5 separate regions of the Mus musculus genome follow, and all the other regions are linked to region 5. Evidence: chromatin contacts called from public promoter capture Hi-C data. All regions are on one chromosome and are shown on one strand. The core of a region is the stretch at or near the end of the contact, and the rest is flanking DNA. Distances in the headings are between cores, read along the strand shown.

What was found. Promoter capture Hi-C pulls out the DNA fragments that hold promoters and counts their contacts.
Region 1: a promoter capture Hi-C map of pre-B cells shows a contact between it and region 5, with 3 times the contacts expected there. The contact joins the promoter of Eif2s2 here to the promoter of Asxl1 in region 5. A contact is called at or near these places in 2 of 39 promoter capture datasets (the C10 cell line and pre-B cells).
Region 2: a promoter capture Hi-C map of liver shows a contact between it and region 5, with 2.1 times the contacts expected there. The contact joins the promoter of Cbfa2t2 here to the promoter of Asxl1 in region 5.
Region 3: a promoter capture Hi-C map of pre-B cells shows a contact between it and region 5, with 3 times the contacts expected there. The contact joins the promoter of Itch here to the promoter of Asxl1 in region 5. A contact is called at or near these places in 1 of 39 promoter capture datasets (pre-B cells) and 1 of 9 other capture datasets (adipose tissue).
Region 4: a contact with region 5 is called in a promoter capture Hi-C map of hippocampal neurons, with 2.7 times the contacts expected there. The contact joins the promoter of Cdk5rap1 here to the promoter of Asxl1 in region 5. A contact is called at or near these places in 2 of 39 promoter capture datasets (cranial neural crest and hippocampal neurons).

What each region holds. Positions count from the first base shown.
Region 1 is chr2:154,891,539-154,894,238 of GRCm38.p6, forward strand. Eif2s2 (eukaryotic translation initiation factor 2, subunit 2 (beta)) reads right to left here and starts at 1,368. Exons shown (of 9, transcript NM_026030.2): 1 at 1,152-1,368. The coding sequence starts at 1,166.
Region 2 is chr2:154,435,067-154,437,766 of GRCm38.p6, forward strand. It overlaps Cbfa2t2 (CBFA2/RUNX1 translocation partner 2), which reads left to right and starts at 1,418. Exons shown (of 11, transcript NM_172860.2): 1 at 1,418-1,570. The coding sequence starts at 1,537.
Region 3 is chr2:155,132,080-155,134,779 of GRCm38.p6, forward strand. It overlaps Itch (itchy, E3 ubiquitin protein ligase), which reads left to right and starts at 1,402. Exons shown (of 25, transcript NM_008395.3): 1 at 1,402-1,506.
Region 4 is chr2:154,371,344-154,374,043 of GRCm38.p6, forward strand. Cdk5rap1 (CDK5 regulatory subunit associated protein 1) reads right to left here and starts at 1,376. Exons shown (of 14, transcript NM_025876.2): 1 at 1,338-1,376.
Region 5 is chr2:153,344,433-153,347,132 of GRCm38.p6, forward strand. Asxl1 (additional sex combs like 1) reads left to right here and starts at 1,398. Exons shown (of 13, transcript NM_001039939.2): 1 at 1,398-1,958. The coding sequence starts at 1,902. 2500004C02Rik (RIKEN cDNA 2500004C02 gene) reads right to left here and starts at 1,378. Exons shown (of 2, transcript NR_040318.1): 1 at 1,189-1,378.

The sequences.
Region 1 (2,700 bases), core at 118-2,617, 1.5 Mb after region 5:
GGACTTACAGGAATTTATTTTACTGAACCCTGGAAACCAACTTAAACTAGAACTAGTTCCCATGAAACAAATCTCTAATTCCTTAATGTAGTTACCTAAGTCCTCCATAAACTAACCAGCATCTACTTCAACCAAACTAGTGAATACTTCACTTTCTATGCACTTTCTCCCTTCTTGACCATAAACGCCTTGTGATCAGTTTTCTCATTGGTTGAGAAAATTCTGATCATTTCTAGAGCCCATTCAAAAGCCAACTCTGCACAGAACCTTCAACTATTCCTCTTACCCCTCCCCTAGGCCTGTAAGTCAAGTAAGTCACAAATTCTTCGTAAAGTACTTCCTTGGGGCTAGGATTAGGCTTCTAGGCCCAATGCTAAGCAATATCTAAGCCAAGACCACTCTTTTTTCTTTAAAGTCATTTAATGGTATGTGAACTAGGATAAATCTGGAAAAGGCAAAACCCAAAAAGATTTAAAAGAAAAAAAAAAGACACAATAAAACGGGGGACGGGGCTTGAAAAATTCTGAGATCCAAACCCAGTCAGTTTCACAGCCGGACCTTCCTGCTCACCTCGCCTGTAAAGGAAACTTTGGGACTCGGGCCCGAAAACTTTTCTCGAAAGGTGGTCACTTCCTGAGACTTAAAATATCTTCTCCTCTGGCTCTTTGGGTTCCTGTCTTAAGAAATAAGGCCTCGAGCGGGAAACGGGAGCGAGATATCCGCCCGGAAAAGGCAGCCTACAAAGTTTTAACCTCGGTGCTCCACCGGAACCGAGAGGGGCCTCGCAGGGCACCCTGACCCCTCAGCCGTGAGAGCCGAGGCGGCTATGTGTGTGAGGAAAGGAATGCCGGGGCGGCCGGGCAAACTAACTCGGCATTCAACCCCTTTCCGAGAGGACGGCTCAACACGCTCTCCATTCCGAAACGCCGATCACCGTGGGAGACAGGCCTCGCCGCCGCCCTGAGGAGAGCCGAGGGAGACCAAGTCTGAGGATCCAGAGTCCTCGCCGGCTCCACAGCTCCGGGACGCCTAGGCCGGGCTGCTCCACATGGCGGCCGGCTACAGCTAGGCCGCAGGCCCGGCTTCTCACACAGGTGTGGGTTCGGCTTCCTGCCTCAGTCCTTAGCCCTAACTCCAGCTCAGCCTCTCACCTCGTCCCCGGACATGGCTGTAGTTCGAGCGGGTTCGGCAGGGATGAAAAGTCAAACCGGTCGGCTTCACGGCCCGGAGTCAGCGTAGCTCCCACCGATACTTCTCACAGCACCGCACTAGGCTCTTGCATCAGCGAAAGGGAGCGACACCCCGCCCTCCTCTCAAACGTTGGAAGTGCGCCTGCGCAGAGCTCGCCAAAGCGCAGGCGTACAGTAAAGCCAACCTTACGTGCTTCTCGTGGCGCGAGTTATTCGGCGACTCCCCGGCGCCGGGCATACTGGGACTTGTAGTTTGGCTAGAAAAGACCGGCGCTTGTGCGCTTCGGGAGTTTCGAGGGCGTGCACGACTGTTTTAAACATGTCAGGATGTTCGGGTTCTTGTGCTGCTGGTTACCTAAGAGGTTCGAAAAGTGCTGTGTTGCTTGTAAAGTGAATTTGGGGCCATTTTTCAGGTTTAACTTAGTGGAAACCCTAATATGAACCCGTGGAGCTGAGTTCACGCTTTCCCCTAGAATCGGTCTAGTATTCGAGGAATGCACCTCAGTAGAAGCGTTTCACTTCGTGAGAAGTTTAACCTTCTAGCTTTTTACTTCAGAAGATTCTTCCCTGGTTTTCCATAGTTAGACCGAGGAACGAAGCCGTCCTCTGAGGAGAAACAGCCCAGCAAGCTACAGTCTGTCAGGAAGCTTCGAAATAGTCTTAACTAGCTCAATAAAGGGGCTATGTTGAGAAATGTGTAGAGTAGGTAATTAACTTGTTGACGAACTTCATACCATATAAGTAAAGACACTACAACGTCCTAGGCGATATAATCATCTGGGACTATTAATTATGTGTCCTTTTTTGACTAAAGCTTCCTTATATGGTACATGACTCCTTGTTTATGGAGTCTTTGCTAGACAATTCTGGATGTATCATCTATTTTCCCTGGGGAGATACAGCTGCCATTTAGGAAGGCCTCGGAGTATGCGCTTGTAGTTAAAAAACAAAACAACAAAAAAACACCTGTGTTTGTAACCACAGGGAACTGCAAAGCCCCACTGTTTGAAAGAATGCTCAGCTGGGGCGTCAGGTGATCCACTCAGGTGACTGAAGGGACTGCTCAAGTAAGTAGATGCTATCAGGAGATGAGAGTAATTATCAAGTTTTTAATGCTTCTTGCATAAAAAGAATCAAGTGAGGATTAATCTATGATTAGTGAAAAAAAGCCCTCACGTTAGAAGAGATGGGGAAAGTACTTAGTGATTTTTGTAGTTGGCAAAATGTTCTTCTTGATTGATTTTTGTATTCATACCTGATTACTGAGTTTGTCTTTGTTTTGGTCTACTGGAATTACAAAATGGTCTGTCTGAGCTGGGTGTGGTAGCACTTACCATCCTAGCTCTTGAGAAGTAGAGGCATGAATATCAGAATTTCATAACCAGCCTGGACTACATAAGATTTTATCTTTTTAAATTAATCAATTAATTGATTAATATACTTTACATCTTGACCACAGTTTCTTCTCCTCCCAGCCCCTACCCCCCATTCACTCATCCTCTATTTCTCT
Region 2 (2,700 bases), core at 168-2,667, 1.1 Mb after region 5:
GTCTGTGCCACTATGCCAGGCTGGCTTCATTTTAGTTATAGTTCCTGATTTTGAATCTTTGAGAGACAGAATGGCAGAGAACTCATGCTAGGATCAGAGTACTTTCTTGGGTTGCTCGGAGGATTTATGTTTTGAGTTTGCTAACAGAAATAGGTGGACAACCCAGTGGGAGAGACTCTAGCGAATGTGTAGAAAAGGGGAGAAACTGTATTTGGTACTGAGATGGTTAATTGCAGAGTGTATAAAAGCAGCTGTTGAAGACAGGCTAGTGACTCTTGCTTACAATCCCAGCACTTGGGAGGCCACGGGAGGAGGATGTGTGAGAGTTCCAGGCTTTTGTGGCTACACTGTGTGTTCCAGCCCAGCTAGACATACAAAATAGGCCCTTTTCAGAAACAACTTTTTGTGAGGCCTGCTGGTGTTATAGACACAGCTTTGGGAGATAGACTTAGAAGTATAGCTTAAGGTTCAAGGCTAACCTGGTGTAGGTCAGTGAGTTCAGAATAGCCAAATGTACATTATGACATTGTTTCAACAAACCAAAATAAACCTGCACTTAACCAGGCCTGGTAGTTCAGGCCTTTAGTCCCAAGCACTTGGGAGGTAGAGTTAGGTAGATAGATTATCTGTGAGTTCCAGGACAGCTAGAGCTACAAGTGAGACTGTGTCAAAAAACCACCACCAACAACAAAAAAACCCCTGCACATACACGTGCCCCTCCTCACAAACACAGACAAACCCCACAAAGCCCCTTGATCTGATACAGAAATCAGTAATGACAGCTAGTTGTTTTAAACATTTAGATTCCTATAGCCGCAAAAGATGTAGAAATCTGCGAGATAGCTAATTTGGCAAAGATGCTTGCTGTCAAACAAACTTGATGCCCGAAATTTGACCTGCTGGATCCACAGGGTGAAAGGAGAGCCTGCTCCCGACTTGTTCTCTGACATTCACATACATGCGTTGGACTCCCTCAAACATATACACGCACACATATGCAATAAGTCAATGTAAAAACAAATAAGTAAAAGGAGGAAAGAACAATTTTAACACCCAATACAACCGTCAAAGCGTTACAAGGCCTGCACCTGAAACGTCCCTCCCCGAAGCCCCGCCCCGGGACTCCGCCCCCGTTCCTAGGTTGCCGCCCAGGCCACATCCGGAAGTCTGGAGCTCGGAGAAGGGCGGCTCCCTGCGGCCACGCATAGCGCGCGGGAGGCGGGTCGAAGTGCAGGCCGCTCCAGGATAGGACGCAGCCTGGCGCGGAAGGGGCGGGCCAGGTCAGGAGGCGGTGCTTCGCGTGAGCGCCCTCGGGCCCGTCTTCCGCGTGCGTTGGTCTGCGCGCGGGAGCGCGCGGCGGGGGCGTGCCGGGGCTGTCTGGGGGCGGGGCGGCGCGCGGCCTAACGGCGGCGGCGGCAGCGGCGGCGGCGGCGCTGGTGCGGGCGAGTTCGGCGGGTGCAGGTCCCGGCCTGCGCCTGCGGAGGGCTCAGGCAGAGGGTCGAAGCGAGCGGCGCTCGCGACAGACTGCGCTCCGCGATGGTGGGCGTCCCTGGAGCGGCCGCCTTCCAACGTAAGTGGGGCGGGAAGGCGGACGGCTGAGGGGTGTGTGTTGAGGGGCCTGCTGCTCCATAGGCGGGAGGCTTTGCAGAGGCCCCCCGGCGGGAGGCCTGGGCAGGGAAACTGAGGCCGGGATTGGGGCACTGGATCCAAGGTCATGCGGCTCCCCGGCCTTCCGGGGCCCTCGGGGCTATCCCGGCGCTTCCTGTGGGGCTCGCGGCTCCGGGTGCTGAGCAGGACTGTGTGGAGCGGCCTTGGAGCTCAGGCCTGGCGGGCGCCCTATGGACTGTCCGCGAGAGAAGTATTGTTTTGTTTTCGCGGCATCGGGGCTGAAAGTCCGGTCCCGGGAAACACGCCGGAATTGGAGCGACGAGTGGTAGATGTTGGAGGATGCCGGGCTGATATTCCGGAGGGCCCTGTTGAATGTAGGCTCTGGGGTCGGACTGCTTTGGGTTCATGTCCTGGCTCCCTCGCGAGTAGGCTGTGACCTTGGCGCTCCAAAAGTCTCAGTTGCTCGATCTGAAAAATGGGTTGTGAGGAACGTACTCTGAATGCTCTGTAGTAGGGTTTAGTGAATCCAGTAAAATCCCCTGAACACACAGTTGCACATCATACTCAAGTGTGAAAACTCACTATCGTAATCACAGTTTGTTATGTGTGTTCCTCGGAAAAGTCCGAAGTTGGCGTCTGGTTGTGTTTTGTTAGTTTGTTTAATATTGTCTTTGACTAGTCCTACTATGTGACTCAGTTGTGTTTTTATTCTTACCTCCATTTCGCTATCCCATTTACAGACGTTCTTCCTAGAATTGTAAGATCCTTGGAGGAGGGATGGCATCGTTTAATAAGAACAATAAAAATTTAATTGTCATTAAAATAGCAGTAATAGCCAACATTACTTGAGCACCAGGCAATTTGCATTCGATTCATTTAATATTTATTAAATCATCTAAATACAAATTATCACTCTAAGTCCAGAGACTATGGCAACAAACTTGACAGACTAGATTCTGAATTTGAGTTTAAGAGAGGGACTCGTGCTTTGTGGATATTTCTTTGTCTATGCCAGGTGACAGTCTAAAAACAGGTATTTGAGGCACGTTGGAGGCTGAGTTTGAGGTCAGCCTGATCTATACAGGCCAGCCA
Region 3 (2,700 bases), core at 152-2,651, 1.8 Mb after region 5:
TAGTATGCCCAGTGACAAGAATCATCTGGGATGCTAGTTTAAAAAACAAAACAAAACGAAACAAGAAACCAACCCAGATTCTCCTAGAGCACACCACTCTCTCAATATTGGGGATAAAATCTTGGGCCTCATCAATGCTATGTAAGTATCTACTAGTGAGTTACATCTTGAGCCAACTCTTACAGCTTAATCCCTAATGTGGCAAACATTGGCTGGAAGTGCAGAAGAACTTTTAAATACTTAAACACACCAAACCAAAACTAAAAAACAAAAACAAAATCCCAAAAACCCAAACCCAGGGTTTCACCACGTAACCTCGGTTGGTCTAGAACTCTCAAGATATTTGGACATGGCTAGCCTTGAACCCACAGAGATCCATTTGTCTCTGTCTTCTAATGGAACCTGAAGCTTGCTGTGTGGTCTAGGGCGTTGACTAGGGAGCTCCTATGTCTGCCCACCACTGTTAGGGGTCCGTTGGTGCCAGCTTTTATATGAATGCTGGGGTTTCAAACATCCTTGTGCTTGCATGGCAAGAGCCTTTACCCACTGAACCATCCTCCCAACTCAGAATCTTTTTTGTTTAATAAACTCAGCACATAATTCATAATATGGTAGTTTCAAAGGTATTTCGAAAAGTTTAAGTGACTTTCTAGATAGTTTCCTTACGAGGAAACAGGATAAACAATAATAGCAAAGTTTGCTAATTATCACGTGCCTCTATTATTACCACTGCACAGCCTATTAATTCGGTAGGATTAGATGTGTTTTGCCTGGGTTAAGAAGTTTAATTTAAGCATCTGAAAAGGTAACCAATGGCATCTTTCACATAGTTTTGTTGTAAACGTTTAGAAGTATGCTTTTCAGTTTTTATAACTCATGCCGCCTTGGCGCTGTCAAGCTGTCACCCTCCTAAGAACTTCCTGTCAAAAGGTGGAGAAAGGAGAATTTGAACCCAAACAGTGTAACTCCAGAAGGATAGAACCGGCACAGTGCTTCATAAATTGTGATTCCTGCTGTTAGGAGTATCAGGAGAGAACTTGATAAAAATGCAGATTATAAAGCAACCCCTATTCCATCCCAGATCTACTGAGTCAGAAACTGGCGGTGGAGCTCAGCAGTCTGTTTTTAAAAGCTGTTCAAGTGATTCTGAGACACGCTAGCATTTGGTAACAGTCTTTAGAGGTCCTGGCGGGGAAGAAGGGGTCAAAAGGAAGGAACGAAAGAAGAAAGGAAAGAAGGGAGAAAGGAAAGGAGAAAGGAAGGAAGAAAAGAAAAAAGCCTTGGAGATGTAGAGAGCAAGGCTTAGTGTCCACTTCACCTGGAGGTGAGGAAAAATGATTTAGGAGGCTGGCGCGCAAGGCCTGCTGGGGCCTGTAGTCCGGACTGCGCCGAGGAGGCCGCGCCTGCGCACTAGGTGTGAAGTAGCTCTAGTCGCTGTAGTCGGGGCTCGGGACCGGCTGCCATCTTAGCGGAGGGACTGAGGAGTCGTCGCCGCCCCGAGTCCCGGTAAACACGCGCAGGCAGACTGGGGTCATTTCTGTGGCTTGGAGGGAGTTTGGATGAAAAGGCATGGGGAATGCGAAGGGTAGAGGAGTGTGGCGCTCGAGTCTGGACCTAGAGCCGGGGCTGCTCTTCCCGCAGCCGGTGTCCGTGGGGGGCGCCCGGAGAGCCGGCTGGTGGCCCGAGCCGAGTGGCGGGTGGGTCAGCAGGTCGAGCCGAACTGCTAGTGCTTGGCCTAGGCGTCCGGAGCCTGTAGGCCCGCGAGCCCCAAGTTGGGAGAGAGCCGAGCCGCGGCGGACGTGGGCAGGGTCCAGCCCCGCGCCCCGCTGCCGCGCCCGGGGGTTCCTCTCCCGCGGCCCGGCCTACGCGCGGGGCCCGGTGGCAGCGGCCCGCCCGCGCGACGTGGCCCTTTGAGGGGCGGCGGCCGGGCCCACCTGCCACCTGGCAGGCTCCCCCCGAGACTTTTCCAAGCTCCCACTCGCAGAGGACCTTCCCCAGTGACTGCTTCCCCTTCTGTCTTGTACTTCCCTCCTCCCTCCATTGTCCCCACTCATGGTGGTCCCGGCCCAGGCCGGCGCCACCGACTTTTGCAGACGTGGAGCTGTCACAGCCCTTTCTACCGAGAGCGTACTTTTCTTGAGCAAAGAAAAAAGTAGAGGTGAGCGCATTTGAAAGGTGGAAGCCCAATGAGGGCAGGACTTTTAAATAGAAGACTTGAGTTTTGAGACATAGTTCCCGGCTGCAACTTCAAGAGAGAAAAAAAATATATAAGGGTCAGTGCACCCGAAGTAGGCATTGGGCCTAAAGTTAGAGATGTGACCAGGTGACTTGCAAAGTACCCCAAATTCACAGTTCCCCACTCGCTTGTTTTCTTGGCTGTGTTAGAATCCTAATCCTGTTGAGACTTCTGTTCCTCTTTAAGCTGCAGTGAACTTGTTCTAAAGGGGGCAGTGGGGAGAAGAGGGAGGTTTTCTTCTTCACAGTTGACAGAACACCATCTAGCCACCCATCATCATTCTCTTAAGTGGGTGGTTCTCCTGTATCCTTATCTTAAGAAAGTAGGTAAAGGCTGTGTATGTTCACTCCCAGGATTGGCAGAGGGCTTGGTTCTCATCTGAAATAAAGTCTTTTGGGGGCAAGTTTGAGATTCAGCCTTGTGTATCACAGGGTTACCTAAGGCTTAATTTTGCAGGTTTAAAA
Region 4 (2,700 bases), core at 126-2,625, 1.0 Mb after region 5:
TATAGCTCTGACTGTCCTAGAACTTGCACTGTAGACCAGGCTGGCCTGAAACTCAGAGATCAGCCTGTCTCTGCCTCCTGAGTGCTGAGATTTAAGGTGTGCACCACCACCTCCCTTAAGGTACGTTTTATGATAGTTTACCTTAATCTAAACATGGTAAACCTATATTCCCAGTAACCTGGGAGGCTAAGGCAGGAAGATCATTTGAGCCCAGGACTGCCTGGACAACAGTGAGGGCTCTTAAAATATATTATATCTCTAATTTACAGGTGAAAATAAATAAAGGCGGCTCAGTGACATGGCTTAGTGGATGAAGGCACCTGCCACCAAGCCTGACTCCCTGAAAGCCACACAGTAGAAAGAATTCTTTTCCATAGATTCTTCTATCTCTACACATACACTATGTATGGCACATTCATGTGCATGAGCACAGGAACAAAAACCAAATAAATAAAATGTAATTAAAAAAAAAAACACCAACCTACTCTCTTGTCGGAGAGGAGACTTTTGGTTTGAGTTTTAATTTTTTTCACATTTTTATTTTTATGCATATTATGGTATGTGAACCATCTTAACAGCCCAGGTGTGAGCTTTCAAATCATCTACTTCTGCCCTTTAATTGTTGTGTGACCACGTTTTTACAAGTCAAATTTCCACCTCTGGACTACAAATGTCATATCCATTTTGGAAAAAAAAAAAAAAAAAGTACAATAGGACCTTACCCCTTGCCAGATGTTATAAGAATTACACATTAAAAACTTAGATTGGGGGAGGGGGGGACTTAGAGCAGTGGCTCAGTGGTTAAGAGCACTGACTGCTTTTCCAGAGCCTGAGTTCAATTCCCAGCAACCAAGTGGTGGCTCACAATCATTCACTAGCAGCCCACACTTCATTTCAAAGCATGGACCTTGGCCGGGTTCTGGGCGCGTCTTCATGTATGAGTGTTGGGGTGGGGAACGGTCCTTTCTGACGAACCTGGTGGAAGGATCAAAAGCTTCAAGTTTTTGCACAGCACAGCGCGGAACCACCTACCACATCCAAGCGTGTGAGTGCTAGGCGTGGCGGCGGCAACTGCGTGAGCCCCGTAGCCCCTCTCCGAGGTCTATCAGACCCCATCTCTGCTTCACAGGGCAAATACTAGGGCTTAGAAGGACGCTGTGACTTGGCCAAGAGCCGGCAGCGGGGCTGAGCTACACTCGCAGCGGTCCTACTCAAGGCCTAACACTGCCCAGTGATACCTTCTCCTAGCGCTTCTGGCTTTTCCTGGACGGTGCGAGCCCGCCCTGCGCCACCGCGGGTCACCCGCAGGACACTAAACTCAATCTCAAGCCTCTCACCTCCCACAACTGCAAGGTCCGCGTCCGAAACCGGAAACTGTCGATCTGCGTGGGTTCCCTTCTCAGGAGTCCTCCGCTGCGCGCCTAGGCGTGCAACTTCTGTTCCGCCGTGACTTTCGCCCGCGGTGTTCTAATGGTAGTGTTTCCTGCCGGCTTCGAGTCCCAGGACCCTGGCTTTGAAAAATAAAGCCGTGAGACCTACTACTTCTTTAAATGCTAATACCGCCCCCCACCCCCACCCCACCCCACCCCAAAAAAAAAAGTTAAGTAAAGCTTAAAACCAGGTAGGCGGGCTGGAGAGATGGTTCAGCGGTTAAGAGCACTGAGTGCTCTTCCAGAGGTCTGGAGTTCAATTCCCAGCAACCACATGGTGGCTCACAACCATCTGTAAAGGGATCCGATGGATGCCCTCTTCTGGTGTGTCTGAAGACCGCGACACTGTACTATTATGCATAATAAATCTTTTTTAATTAGAAAAACAAACAAACAAACAAACAGGTGGGCAGTCTCAGAGTCTGTATCTGCCCTTGCCCCAAGAGAGTAAGGGATTCTTAGGGGTGTTCTGCCCCCTGGAAAATAGGAGCTCTGACTTCTCCTCAAGCCTGTCACCCGTTAGCTCCCTCCTGCCATATGTACTTTCCTTCCCTCTCCTCACCAGACCCTTTAAGAAAAGGGCCACCATGGGGCTGGTGAGATGGCTCAGCATGTAGGACACTTGCTGTTTGACGACCTGGGGTCTAATCCCCAGAACCCACAAGGTGAAGGGAGAACTGGCTCCCACAAGCCCTCTGAACTTCACAGATAGGCCATGGGACATGCAACATCTCTCTCTCTCTCTCTCTCTCTCTCTCTCTCTCTCTCACACACACACACACACACACACACACAGACGTCTCAGGACGCTGTAGCACACTTCGGTGTTCTCAGGAGGCAAAGGCAGGCTAATTCGAAGCCAGAAAGAGCTACATAGTAAAATTTCGTAGATGATGGATAGACAGACAGACAGGCAGACAGACAGATGGAATAGAATAAATGTAAAAAAAAATAGAAAAGAGGCTAACCAGTGGTTTCTGTGGCTAGCTCTGAACGGCCTCGTCTTTCCTGGATCTCCCAGATGGCCCTGAACAGCCTAATTGTTCCTCACTACCTCCTTACCCTACTCCTGTCACATTCCTGCCCTGGCCCTCTCAGCCATTCTCCCTTCCCTGTTGACTCTAGCCAAAATACCTCTTCTCCCCCAGACCGAACCCATAGTCCCTACACTCAAGAAAATGCTGAGAACAGGATTCAGCCAGATCGGAGCCCTGGGGTCAGAACCACCCTATGTAGCATAAGTGTTTTTTCCAAGCTTCACCATAAATAT
Region 5 (2,700 bases), core at 148-2,647:
AACAATAAAATAATTTTAGATGTAGTTCTCCCCTCGCTTTTGGGATGAAATGAGAAGAGTGTTTCTGTTTATTGAATTTGAGTCTTGGGTGAGCACTAATAAGGACCGCTGAGTCCTTTAGGTACAAGGGTTGGACTGCTGGGTGATTTCTTCGTCTCAGCACTGGCTGCCTGTGTACTAACACCACAAGAGTACAGGGTGTTTTTTTACCCACATAAACCTTTCAAAAACTGTAAAACCTGGCCATCAATCCAGTTCAAGACTGTAGAGATGTTTCTGTACTTTGGGCCAACAAACACAGAAAAATAATGTTCTGGGTGCTTCAAACCTTATCATCCTGTCACTGCAATCAAGGAACAGAGGCTCCATTGCCCACTGTGTAGTAATAACAGCTCTCATTTATTCTACAGCAGAAGCCAAATTACATGAGCCTAATATCAGGATCTTCCACATTCTCTCCCATCTTCTAGATACTTCATGCTAATTTGTACCCCATCAAGGTTGTGGGATACTATGCTAACATTGATCAAACAGGCTCAGCGGGGTTAGGAGTAGTCAAGGAGTCACAACTAGGATTCTAAATCTAGGTTGGCTGACATTAGGACTTGACCTCTCTCCGGGCAACTGCGTCTAAATATACACTCAGGTGCATTTAGATTTCTGTGGATGGACCTTCAGTGTTTACCTACTATCGGATCATCAAATTCACCTGGCGGCAACGCTGCTGGAAACTGCAGGTGCATTCTCTGCAAACACACAGAGGTATTACAAGAGGAAATGGGTTAATCACCTAAGTCGGTCAATCGTGCAATAACCGTTTTACTGATATGAGTGTCTCTTTGCTTATTACTATGCGCCAGTTGACTCATTTAAGGGTGGGCCAAAAAGAAAAGTCCTGCTTTTTGTCACCCACCAGAAGTCCAGAAGAGAACTGTGTATGCGGTGGGGGATGGTGCAGTGGAAGCAGGGTAGCAGACTACCAACTCCAGATCCGAAACCGCACTGGACCCGCCACCAGAATCAAAAAAAAGCTTTGAACGGGTTAACCGCGCGCGCGGCCAGGGGGGAGTCCAGCCACCGCCCCTTCCCAGCACCACCTCCCAGAAACCCTCAGGCCTCCGCTAGTTCCCGAACCTCGCGAGACCCCGCCCCATCTTTTTCTGACCGACTTCCCGCCCCCTTCTTTACCGTGCTTGGAGCGCAGCGGGGTACGGAAGAAAGTGGGCGGAAAACAGGAGCCCGGGGCACTCCGGGAAATGTGGTCCAAGCACTTGAGGCAGCCATTTTCTTCCGGAGAGGGGTAGGCCAGGAAGCCAGTGAGGACTACAAATCCCAGCCACCCTTTCGGTTTGTTTTTGTTCAAAAAAAAAAAAAAAAAACCCACACTCCCCCTCCTCACTCTTCTCTCTCACACACACGCGGGCACACACATACACACACATACCCACGGCAGACACGCACGCATCCGAGCGTCGAAAGGAAAGCCGCGTCTCGCCATCCGGGCCCGCCCGCCACTAGTTCGCTCTTGGGTTTCCCAGCAGCGCGGGAACGCGGAGGCCGGAGCCGTGACCTCTGACCCCGTGGTTATGCGGAGCCGCCGCATTCCTTAGCCATCGCGGGGCTGCCGCTGCCGCTGCCACCGTGGGCGACTGACGCAGCGCGGGCGCGTGGAGCCGCCGCCGCCCCTCCCCCCAGCGCCACCCTCGCGCCGGGGTCTCGCTCTAGCCAGTCCCGGTGCGCCCGCCCTCTCCGGCCGCACCCGAGCCCTCGCACGCGCCGCCGCCGCCACGCGCCCCCCGCCGCTGCCGCCGCCTCCGCCCCAGCCCCGCGCCGCCACCGCCCCAGTCCGCCCCGCCCGAAGGACCCGCGTGGAGCCGCCACCGCCGCCGCGGAGGAGGAGGATGAAGGACAAACAGAAGAGGAAGAAGGAGCGCACGTGGGCCGAGGCCGCGCGCCTGGTGAGCCGAGCTGCCCGGGGGGCCGCGGCGGGGGGCGTAGGGGGTGGGCTCCGCGCGGCTCCCCGGGCGGGGGAGGGGCGAGGCCCTGCCCACCGCAGCAGGGGGCGGGGCCGCCCGGGTGTGGAGCTCCCGAGGTCCCGGGCCCGAGGAGGCTGGGACGCCTTTTCTCTGCATCCCCCCACCCCTTGAATTCCTGCGGAGGGGCGAGCTGGCAAGCGGCTCCTCCCCCCTCCGAGCGCCCGGGCGCCAGTCTCCCCTCCCCCCACGTTGGCAGCAGCAGCGGGGGGTCCCGGGGAAAGCGCCCGTTTATTCTTCTGCGGGGAGTTAGGTTTCCGGGAAAGGTCGGAAGTGCTTCCCCGGACTTCTTCGTGGGCAGAGGTGTGTGGGTCACTAAGACACCGTAGGGGTGGGAAAAGTGCCCCTGGTTTCAAGGACGCGAGAAGCATTTAGAGCGTTGGCAATTTAAACCAGGTGTGTGTCGGAAAGCAGTCGCTAAGGACCGATGTGAACCCTGAGTAGTGGTTCTCAAACTACTAGAGTGCCCGGTGGGAGCATACCTGGGGACTTTGTTTCAAACATTGGCACTAGGGCTCATTTTAAACACACTGAACTCGAGATTCCTCTGAGAAACAGTACTTTAGGCAGCTGCTTAAGCGATTGTTATGCCGGTGACCCTCGAATATTTAAATCACACTGAGCCCTGTGACTACAATGGGGGGTAGGCAGTTTGCAGAGGAGCAGA